Regions from separate parts of the Hordeum vulgare genome. Here region 1 is linked to region 2. The links are chromatin contacts, called in public Hi-C maps. All regions are on one chromosome and are shown on one strand. Each heading gives the region's core, a stretch centred on a gene start, on an enhancer-like site or on the middle of the called end of the contact. The rest is flanking DNA. Distances are from core to core; before and after follow the strand shown. Region 1 has its middle 69 kb from the start of LOC123446160. Region 2 has its middle 310 kb from the start of LOC123446159.

Region 1 (5,105 bases), core at 2,535-5,034, 870 kb after region 2:
ATAGATGAGGGAAGGTGATGGAGGTGTTGATGAAGATGACAGAGTTGTTGGAGTAGATCCCCGTCGCACAATGATAGCTCTAGCGTCGTTCCAACGCCGCCGGGAGGGAAGGGGAGAGCCCTCCTCCTTTTTATTATTCCTTGGTCTCCACCCTATATGGGAGGATGTTTTTTCCCTCTCGTTCATGGCTACCATGGCTCTCGGAGGGCAGGAGCCCCTTCGAGATTGGATCTCTCTCCCTGTTTCTCTTCTGTTTTTGCATCTATTTCTCTAGTGTTACACTGTTTCTTAAATATCCATGGATCCGTAACTTCGATTGAGCTGAAATTATGAGGGGATTTTTTTTTGAGGAAATTATCTTTATTGTGGTGAAAGAAGGGATGCAACCGACTTACGAAGGAGTGCCAAGCCAACACGACACACCTAGGGGCCCATACCAATTGGGTGCGCCTTGTTGGCTTGGGATCACCTTGGGCACCCTCTTGCATTGATTCCAACTCCCAAAAATCACATATATTTCTTAATAAATATTTATAATTTTTTATCGCGTTTGGACTTTGTTTAATATGGATTTTCCATGAAACAAAAATCACAAGAAATAACAGGAACTGGCACTAGGCACTAAATCAATATGTTAGTCCCAAAAATAATATAAAATGTTGCCAAAAGTATATGAAAATTGTAGAATATTGGAAATTGTTTAATATGGATTTTCTATGAAACAAGAAACACAAGAAATAACAGAAACTTGCACTAGGAACTAGATCAATATGTTAGTCCCAAAATTAATATAAAATGTTGCCAAAAGTATATAAAAATTGTAGAATATTGGCATGAAACAATAAAAAAATATAGATACGACGGAGACGTATCAACAATGCATCCCGAGTTTTGTAAAGTATCGCAAAGCGAAGGGAATGTCACAAACGAAAGTTTCACTCGAATATCATTCGTGTCCTCATAGGGATCGAAATGGACGTCCACAGTTCCGTTATCGGTCATTGAACGAAGGGGTTCTGTTCATTTCTATGAGTTACTGAACCTATGGGGTCACAAGCTTAAGGTAATCACAATTTGTTGAGTGTTAGTAGAACTGGAATAATGACAACATATTTTTGAATTTTTTCATTAATAATCCAAATAGTTTTGAGAGGATCCGGAAGCATTCCGAGGTCACCGAAAGGGTTTCAAAAAGTATCGGGTAATACAGGGTATTACTGATAAATATATATAGGTGGAAAATATTTTAAGGGATGATAAATTATATATAAAAGGGTCTGCAAATGTTTAGAACACTTTTATATTTAACTTAATATCAACGATCCTAAAAAGGTCATGAGGTGGAAGGCAACTTGGGCCACAAAGTGCCCAAGTGGAGGAGTCGGCCCCCTTTCCTCGGGGGGGGGGGGGGGGGGCTCATCCTACTAGGGGAGGAGTCCAACTCCTTCCCCCTTTGATCGGCACCCCAAGGGGGCTTTCCCTCCTTGTTAGCTTCCTCTCCCCCTCTAACCTATATATACTTGAGGTATTGGCACCCTTTTGGTGTACAAGTTTTGGAGCCTCCTCTAGTTCTTCTATTCTAGTTCAAGTTGGTCCTAGTTGAATAATTAGAGCTAGGTTTAGTTCCTGTAATCCTCATAATTAGAAGCATCATGTGGTTCTAATCTCCTCCCTCTAATTCTCTGGCAATGATTAGCTCTCTCTCTCTCTCTCTCTCTCTCTCTCTCTCTCTCTCTCTCTCTCTCTATATATATATATATATATATATATATATATATATATATATATATATATATATATATATATACATACATAAGAAAACAATCTCCAAAAACACATTTAAAAAATGTAGAAATATATATGAAAATGTTGAATAAGTACGACAAATGTTGAACAGTTATTTAAAAAATATTGATGGAGTATTAAAAAATTGAATGAGTATATGAAAAATGTAAATAGTATTTAAATTTTTTGAATAAATATTCAAAATGTTGGTCATGTATATCAAAATTTTACCCAATTATTTGAAAATTATTGAATAAATATTTAAAAAATGTTGAACAAGTATTTAAAAAAAATGTTGATCTTGTATAAAGCAATGTAGCATAAAAACAAAAACAAATAAAAGAAAACCCAAAAATGGGAAAAAAAAAGAAAAGGGTATTAAAGAAAAGAAAAGAAAAAAAAGAAAAAAAAGTAGAAAACCTGACTCTGGTCGCCTTTAGTAGGAAGCGGTCCTACTACTAACTACTTCCTCCGTTCCTAAATATAAGTCTTTCTACAGGTTTCACTAAGAAACTACATACGGATGTATATAGACACATTTTAGAGTGTAGATTTACTTATTTTGTTTCGTATGTAGTTCCTTAGTGAAATCTCTTAAAAGACTTATATTTATTTAGGAACGGCGGGAGTAGTAACTCAAAGTTGACGTAGTCGTTAGTTGTTTCCGCTGCGATTAGGGTTCGATTCCTTGGGGGCTCCATTTTTCAATCTCCACGCTGAAATGGGCTAACTCAGTACTATTCATACCTTAAACAAACAAATACTCTCGCATAGAATCTCTCCGAGCTACGTATCATCGGAAAACGCTATTTTGTCGCTCTTTGCATCAATATATCGGGGTTTCGCACAGGATGACGAGGGAGCGATGCTATCTGGGCCGGCCTATTACCGGTTCTAGGGATCCCGGTTTTGGGGCCTCCTAGACTTATCCACCCGTTTTTCCCCGTTTTGGAAACTTTCTAGAATGTTTCTTGAACCGGTTTTTTTTGTTTTCTTTATTCTTTACTATTTTCTTCTTCTTTTTTCCTTTTTTGTTTCAAAAATATTTATGAATTTGTTCAGCATTTTTCAAAATTGTTATCATTTTGAAAATTTGTTCTCAAGATTATAAAATGTTCGTGCTTTTAAAAACTTGCTCACGCTACTAAATTTATTCGGGCTTTCAGAAATATTATTTTCCTGCTTCTGTTTCGAAAATGTTCTGGAGTTTCTGCATTTTCAAAAAAAATTGTGGTTTTCAAAAAAAAATCTGAAAATCTGAAAAATGTTTTTATTTTTGAGAAAAATGTTCTGTATTTTCCAAAAATGTATTCGGTTTAAAAAAATATTCTTCAAATTTGGAAAATGTTTCTTCTTTTTTCAAAAAAAATGTTCTTACTTTTAAAAAATGTTCGGAATTTTAAAAATTGAACTAAAAACTCGAAACATGTTTTTGATTTTTTACAAAAATGTTCTGGAATTACAAAATATGTTATGGATTTTTGAAATGCTTTTTCAAAAATGTTCTTGTTTTTAGAAATTTGTTCTCAAAATTGAAAAATTGTTTGTATTTAAAAAAATCACGTTCATGAAGTTCCTCAAGATATTTCCAAATTATTCTCATTTTCAAAATTTGTTTGCAAGATTTAAAAAATGTTCGTGCTTTTAAAAACTTATACACGCTTTAAACATTTGTTCGTGGCCCTCAATTTGTTCAGGATTTCTCAAAATTGTTCTTGATTTATAAATTTGTTCTCAAGATTCCAAAACGTTCATCCTTTAAAAAATTGTTCGTGTTTTCAATTTTTTACCCTGATAAAAGCATTCATGTTGTTAAAAATGATTTAATAAATTCAACGTTTGTTCGTTTTGATAAAAAAATGGAAAAAAGAAAACGGGAAGAAAAAGGACACAAAAAAGAAAAAACAGAAAGAAAAAAAACTACAGTATGGCGCGCCTACTGGACCGGCATGTCGGGGGTCAGGCTGTGCGTGGGAGGGACTCCCTTCCGCAGCGAGCGGCAGGTAGGAGTTCCCCGTATTGCTTGCTGTGAGTGTTGATCGTTTGACTGCCTATGCCTGCTCACAGTGTGCTGGCCCACTTTTCGAGGAAACACACAGAGGTTTGTGAGTTCGGAGTTCGAACGTGCATGGTATTTAAAAAAAATGGCCTCTGTGGTGCTTAGATTTTTAGACTCCTCGTGTTGGAAAGCTCCTTTAAAGGTTAAAAATATTTACATGATAGGTAAGAAGATTGATATTCGGTTTGGAAATATCACAAGACTTTGGAAAGACTTTATTAATGAATTGCCTCCATTCCAGGACTAACACCCCCTGGTATTTTTAAGATCAGAATTTGTGGCCCTTGACCAGCTCTCGCTTGCTCGTTTTTTAAGATCAAGTGATCAACTCGCTCAAATTTCTTTCACATATGATTCCTCGTTGCCTTTTTTTCCTCCACCTATATATATTTCCCTTACTTTCTTTCTTTTCACATGTTTTTTACTTTCTTTTTCTGCTTTGACAGCTAAAAAGAAACAAGCAATTGCATTTTATAAATTCCTTGTATTGAGATACTAGCTCTTAAAAACAGAAAGAAGAAAAATTGGTATAAAAATGTTCGTGAAAAAATACGATTTTGAAAAATATTCATGAATATAGAAAGCATTGTGAATTCAAAATTATTTGCGACAACATAAAATTGTTCATGATTCATAATATGTTCACGTACTAAAGAATATTCACAATTCGAAAAATTGTTAGGGAACTTGAAAAATGTTCCAAAATTACAATTTTGATAGCGAGTTTAGAAAATGTTCATGTATTAAAAAAAAGTTCAAGATTCCAAATATTTTTCTAAATGAAAAAAAAATCAAGAATCTCGAATATGTTTGCAAAAAAGTTCAAGAATGTCAAAAATGTCAAATGCAAAAACAATGTTCACGAATATAACAAAATGTTTTTGAATTGGAATAATGAGAAATATATTATTATTTTTTTAATTTGTCAAAAAAAATTCACAAACGCCAAAAATGACCGTGAATTTTACAAAATGTTCGCAATGAAACATGTTAGAATTAAAAAAAAGTGAAATCTAAGAATGTTCATGAATTCAAATACGTACCAGAATTTTGAAAGAAGTTTCCTATTTCAGTCTTTTTTGCTAATTCAACAAAAACCATGAATTTAATATTTTTTATGATTTAAAATTTGTTCGTGAATATGAACAGAATATCCACGAATAGAAAAAATAATAATTCGAAAAACACTCAATCATAAAACTATCATGAGTTACATCAAATCGTTCGCAATTTTTAAAAATCTCTATCATTTCTAAATTGG
Region 2 (5,692 bases), core at 2,095-4,594:
CGCGGCGACGACAGGCTCGTGTGGCAGCAGCCTCAGCAGAGGCGGGCTCATGGGGCAACGGCGACAGGCTCCCGTGGCGGCGACAGGCTCGCATGTAGGGCGGCCGCGATGTTGAGGAAAATCGGCATGCAGGACGACAATCAGATCTTGAATAGGCGAGAGGACAGTATGATCGTGGAGGAACGTGCGCGTACTTGACGGCGCGGTATAAGGTGGTGATGGACGACATGGAGGAGATGGGGCTGCCCGACATCGGGGCTGCGGACCAAGGGAGGTCAGTTTCCTTTCCTTCCTGCAATTATCGTGCGATGAGAGGGCCTGCGGATGCGGTGCATTTTCTCATGATGGAGTACGCGGTGAGCCAAATTAAATTGCTAAACGTACACCGAACCGTGATTAGATTAATGATCACTGTTAGATTTAGATTTGTGGAACTAATCATGTGGTGTTGGTTGGTTGTGGGCCAATTTATTGGGTGCACATAAAAAAGTTCTTGTTTGATTGTTTAATAGTAGTATAAATACCAATTGTTGAGAAGAGGTCCTATACAACGCCTTATGGGCCTCTTGGCCAGGCCAGCTAGCACTCACGTGCCTCGTATGTTGGGTCGGCCCATCATACAGAAACAACTTCTCGATTGATCACTCAGCCTGCTTCACTCGGTCATTTGTCCTTTACCACTGACCCTTTGACCCATTGACTATTGACTGTTCTTAAAATAGAAGAAATATTAGTTTGAAGAAGACCACGAATACAAAATAACTTTACAAATTTGAAAAAAAATCATCGATTTGAAAAAAATCATGAATTTCAAAAAAAATAATGGAATTCGGGAAAAATTTACAAAGTTTCAAAACACAAAATCACGAATTGAAAAATATTGAGCACCAGAACAAGTCCATGAATAAAAAAAAATCTAATTTATAAAGAAACACGATTTCATAAAAAATCATTTATTTGGAAAAAATCATGAAATTTGGAAAAACCTTCCAAGAGATTTAAAACGTTCATCTCTCAAAAAAATCAGGAATTTGATAAAAAAAACTAATCATTGAAAAAATTGACAAGAAAGAACAAAATAAGAAGAAGAAATAACTGAAAAGAAAAACAAAAGAAAACTTGTCAAGGAAGCATCTAGAAGCATCGAAAGTCATAATACATGAGTTACATGCTAAGCCTCCATGTGGACGTACAATAAAAAGAGAAAGCAGAAGAAAATTAAATGGGTCATCTTAAATCATAGAGATGTGTGCTGGAATAGTATGCGCAATTTACAAAAATACCTAAATAAACCTATAAGTAGCCCCTGAAGCACCAAGTAGAAATAGGCCTGGTGGAGAAGGAAAATACTATTTCCTGCTTGTCGCGTCAAACTGTCGGCACTATGCAAACGCAAGCGACAGAGCAGCGAAGTGATAGGCTAGTGTGTTTAAGCGCTTAAACGTCTTCGGTTTTGGTAAAGTTCCAGAGGTTCCCATTCTATTTTTTCTGATTTTAGGAAAATTCTATAAGGTTCTTTCATCGTTTTTTTTTGTTCTGTTTTTGTCATATTCTTTTTTCTTTTTTTGTTTTCTCTCATTTTTTCCTTTTTATTTTTTCTTATTTTTCTTTTCTTTTCATTCCTTTCATTTCAAAATTTCATTTTCATTTTTTATTTTCTTTCTGCTCTTTCTTTTCAACTTTTTAATAAATCGCTGTGATTTTTTTATTTGTTGTCCATGATTTTTTTAAATGTCTGTACTTTTTAAAAAGTTTTCAGAAATTAAAAACATGTTCTTATTATAGCAAATTGTTTCCATTATTGTTTCGAATTTCAAAAAATTCTTCACAAGTTTTCAAAATAGTTGACATTTCAACAGTTGTTCGCAAAATGTTCATTTTTCATGATTCCAAAAAATGTTCATGTTTCAAAAACTATTTCCAAATTCTAAATTGATAATTTTTTAAAATTTTGTCAGTTTGTTTTTCTTTAAAATATTCACAACTTTTCAAAAACTTGTTTGAAATTTAAAAAATGTTCCAGCTTTCAAAACTAGGTCAGAATTTGTGGAAATGTTCATGGTTCCCTTTTTGGAGGAGAAACAAATGTTTATCTTTTCAAATTTTGTTTGTGTTTTTGAATAATTGTTCCGAATTTTATTAAGAATTTATGTGGATTTTTTAGGAGTTCAAAAAAATGTTCCTATTTTAGAAAATTGTTAAAATATTCATGTTTCTATTTTTTAGGAGTTTAAGAAATGTTCCCACTATAAAAAATGTTCACAAATTTCAAACAAATGTTCATGTTTTATACTTTTCTTTGGGAATTTCAAAAAATAATCTTCATTTACTAAAGAATGTTCGCCTTTTCAACAAACATAGACAAGTTCAAAAAATGTTGTTGTTTCAAAAAATGTAAATACGTTCATAAATTGTTCCTGTTTTAAATTTGTTCTCAAATTTCAAAAAATGTTCTTATTTTTTAAAAGTTGTTCTAACATTGAAAATGCTCCTGTTTCTAATTTGTACATACTCTAAGAAATTGTTTATGTTTTCCAAAAATGTTTATGTAATAAAAATTGTTCAAAAAGTCAAAAACATTATACCAGTTTTCATATTTTAATATTAAATTTAAAAAGCGTGCGAGTTTCCAAAAAATGTTCGCGTTTCCAAAAACAATCAGAATTTGAAAAAAAAGTACATATTTTCCAACAAAAATCATAGTTCCAAAGACTGTTCATATTATCAAAAAATGTTTGTGTTTTTAAAATTTCTTCAGAAATTAGAACAAAATACATTTTTATTTTTTTGCGTAAATAGAAAATCTGTTCTGGTTTTAAAAAATATATAATTTGTTCCTTTTTTGCAAAAATGTTTAAGATCCCGAAAAATGTATTTTCACAAAATTTTAGAGTTTTTAAAATTCTTTCATAATTCTCAAAAATAAAACCACGTTCTAAATTTAAATAAAATGTTCGTATAAACTGGGCGTCTATTTTGTACAGTAAATCATTGGAAGTTTTGGTGGCTATTGACGTGGATCACTTGCAGTAGATCTTTGGTTCGGGTCCTCTCACGATTTTTAGTTTTGGGGAATTTTTGGGAACAGTTGTTTTTGTTTACCGCTGTTTTTTTGTTCCTTTACGTATGGAGCTGCAAATTTCACATTATTGTTTGTTAGGCGGAACGGCTAGCTCAGCTCGGAAATTGCTAGGAGGTTTTGGGATTGATTTATAGTGTATGCGCTTTCTTATTTTTGCCTTTTTTCATGTGCGAAAGAGATGCCTCCTCCTACCACTGTAAATGTGCCAGCCCAGGTAGCTGCTTCTGTGCGAAGCGCTATCCTTTTGCCGCAAAGAGCGGCGGGACCTCCTATGCAGCGCTGTAGGCGTCCATTATAAAGCTGGTGCTGTCAGCGTCGTTGGCATGGGCCGGTCAACGAGTGCACTCGTTCACTCTAGTAAACGAAACTGAGTTTGATAGCTCGCTTCGCTGGATCACGCTACTTGCCAACTATTTTTATTTTTTTCTATTGATTCAGTAGGAAAAAACCTCCCAGTTTTTCTATTTCTTATATGATGTAAAATCAAAAAAAGTTTTGCAGATTTTAGGAAAAAAGTTCATCCATTTTGACAAAAAGTTCAGCTCTTTAAAAAAGGTTCATAAAATCTGAAAAAAATTCAACGATTCCTAGAAAAGTTCATCGATTCTGAAAAAAAGTTCGTTGATTTTAAAAAAAGTTCATCAATTTGTAATGATGTTCATCGATTCTGGAGAAGGTTCTTCCATTCTGGAAAAAGTTTATCTACTTTGAAACATAGTTCATCAATTTTGAAAGAAAGTTTCTCAAATATGAAAAACTGCATCAGATTTGAAAAAAGTTCACCGATTCTGAAAAGAGTTTGTCTATTTTGAAAAACTTCATCGATTTTGGAAAATAAATCCATTGAATATCAAAAAAAGTTCATCTATTAGCATAAAGATTCACGTGTTTGCTAAATAAATTATCTACCCGAAAGAAGAGAAAATAGAAAAAAAGGGGAAAAGAAAAAAGAAAAAAGAAAAAGGGAAATCAATATAAAAGAGGGAAAAATTGAAGTTTACCACATCCTGCTCGCTGTTGTGATGGTTATACCGGCTTGCCTTGGCTCGGTAGGTCGCTTGTTCGATTTGTCGTGTCGTGATGGATTAAAAACATTGAAAAAAGACGTTAGATGTGTCGGTCCATTGAAGAACGCGCATGCAGCGCAAAATAGGAAGTCAACATCAGAAAATCTCTATAGCACACACTCCCAATCGTACTGGGCCTCAGCATATTACTGCTTCTTTCGCTCGCTCGCTCGCATGTATTGTATGTTTTAAGCATATATAACCTTTATTAAATTTGGATGTTCACAGGGATAAATATTATATCGGGCGTAGATACAAGCCACATGTGGCGCCCGGGAGACAAAGAAACCGCTGGTTTTGCAAGAGCATGCGCTTCGGCATTAAACTTTCTATTCTCATGTACAAAGCGAATATTATGAAAAGGAACTAGATCGATGGTTTATCTCACTGATAGCTGAAGTGTAGTGGCATGGAACTTCCGAGCCAATCATGAAGATCACGGCAGCACAATCCGAAGCCACACAGATAGAGTTCAGCGATTACGACACATGACAGCTGCAACCCCCTGCCTACCACACCTAGACACACCACCATCCGCATTGGGCTTAGCATCCAAGTTGATTGGTGGAAGCGAGAAAGAATTTGATGCACTTGTGCTTGTGCTGGCGGCTGTTGCATGAAGATCTTTCGGCTTCCAGTCCTTCGCTAGAGAGAATTGCTCATAGCCACACACTTCAGGTCCTCCAGAAACTTTGTGACAAAGGTCGAGGTACTCACACGGTTTTAGTACTGATCATCATGTATAGCACGCCGTCGCGCCCACCAGATGGACTACATCGTTATCAGAATTTGAACAACTTCCCTCTCTGGTAGGGTCTCCAAAAGCCAAAACGTCCATAATCTAGCATCGTCGGTTCGGTTTGAGATGATAACCTATGTCAGTTCCTCATCGGCCAGAGCCCACACACACCGAGACATGCTAGAGTCAAATAAAGAGTGTCTCCGTGTATCAACCGCCGAATGACAAATAGAGATAGCGGCGTGTCTGTCATCTTCATGTGGTTCCTAACCTCTCCAATTGGAATGGATGACTTGGCTAGCCACCAAGCGAAGACTTTGATTTTTGACGGGATGCTTAAGATCCAGAATTTGCGCCAAGATTTCTTGTCCGCCTCACACTCAGAGCGCCCGGGAACATGCTCCAACCATTCCGTGCACTGCTTCTTTGTAGAAGCCAGTAAAGGGTATGCAGACCGTACTGAGAATTTGCCACTCCTATCATAATGTCAGGCCCAAAAATCAGCTTGAACTCGAGAGCTCAAGGGGGTCTTCAGAATTGCCTCCTCGTTCATTGCATAAAAATGCTCATCCAAACTATGAATATTCCAGCCAGCAAAGGTGTGATCGATTAACTCTAACACTTGTCGCGGTGGGTTCGAGGTCTTTGGGCAAACCGATCGTAGCTTATCGTCTCGAGGTATCCAATTATCATGCCACATACTCGTCTCACTCTTCGTCCCTATCCTCTTGATGATACCCAGCTTAAGAGTGTCCTGCCCTTCGTGGATAGAACAACATACGTGTTTCGGGTTACCCCCCAACT

What was found. A called contact is a pair of places that touch in the nucleus more often than the background predicts.
Region 1: a Hi-C map of leaf shows a contact between it and region 2, with 4 times the contacts expected there. The contact joins two enhancer-like sites. A contact is called at or near these places in 3 of 6 Hi-C or Micro-C datasets (leaf and seedling).

What each region holds. Positions count from the first base shown.
Region 1 is chr4H:78,527,982-78,533,086 of MorexV3_pseudomolecules_assembly, forward strand. No RefSeq gene overlaps it. Among protein-coding and RNA genes, the nearest start is that of LOC123446160, 69 kb to the right of the region's middle. Within about 2 kb of position 3,785, at least 3 of the 3 cell types and tissues checked have open chromatin away from gene starts, as enhancers often do. A contact at or near this core is called in leaf and seedling, where this site is marked.
Region 2 is chr4H:77,657,192-77,662,883 of MorexV3_pseudomolecules_assembly, forward strand. No RefSeq gene overlaps it. Among protein-coding and RNA genes, the nearest start is that of LOC123446159, 310 kb to the left of the region's middle. Within about 2 kb of position 3,345, at least 3 of the 3 cell types and tissues checked have open chromatin away from gene starts, as enhancers often do. A contact at or near this core is called in leaf and seedling, where this site is marked.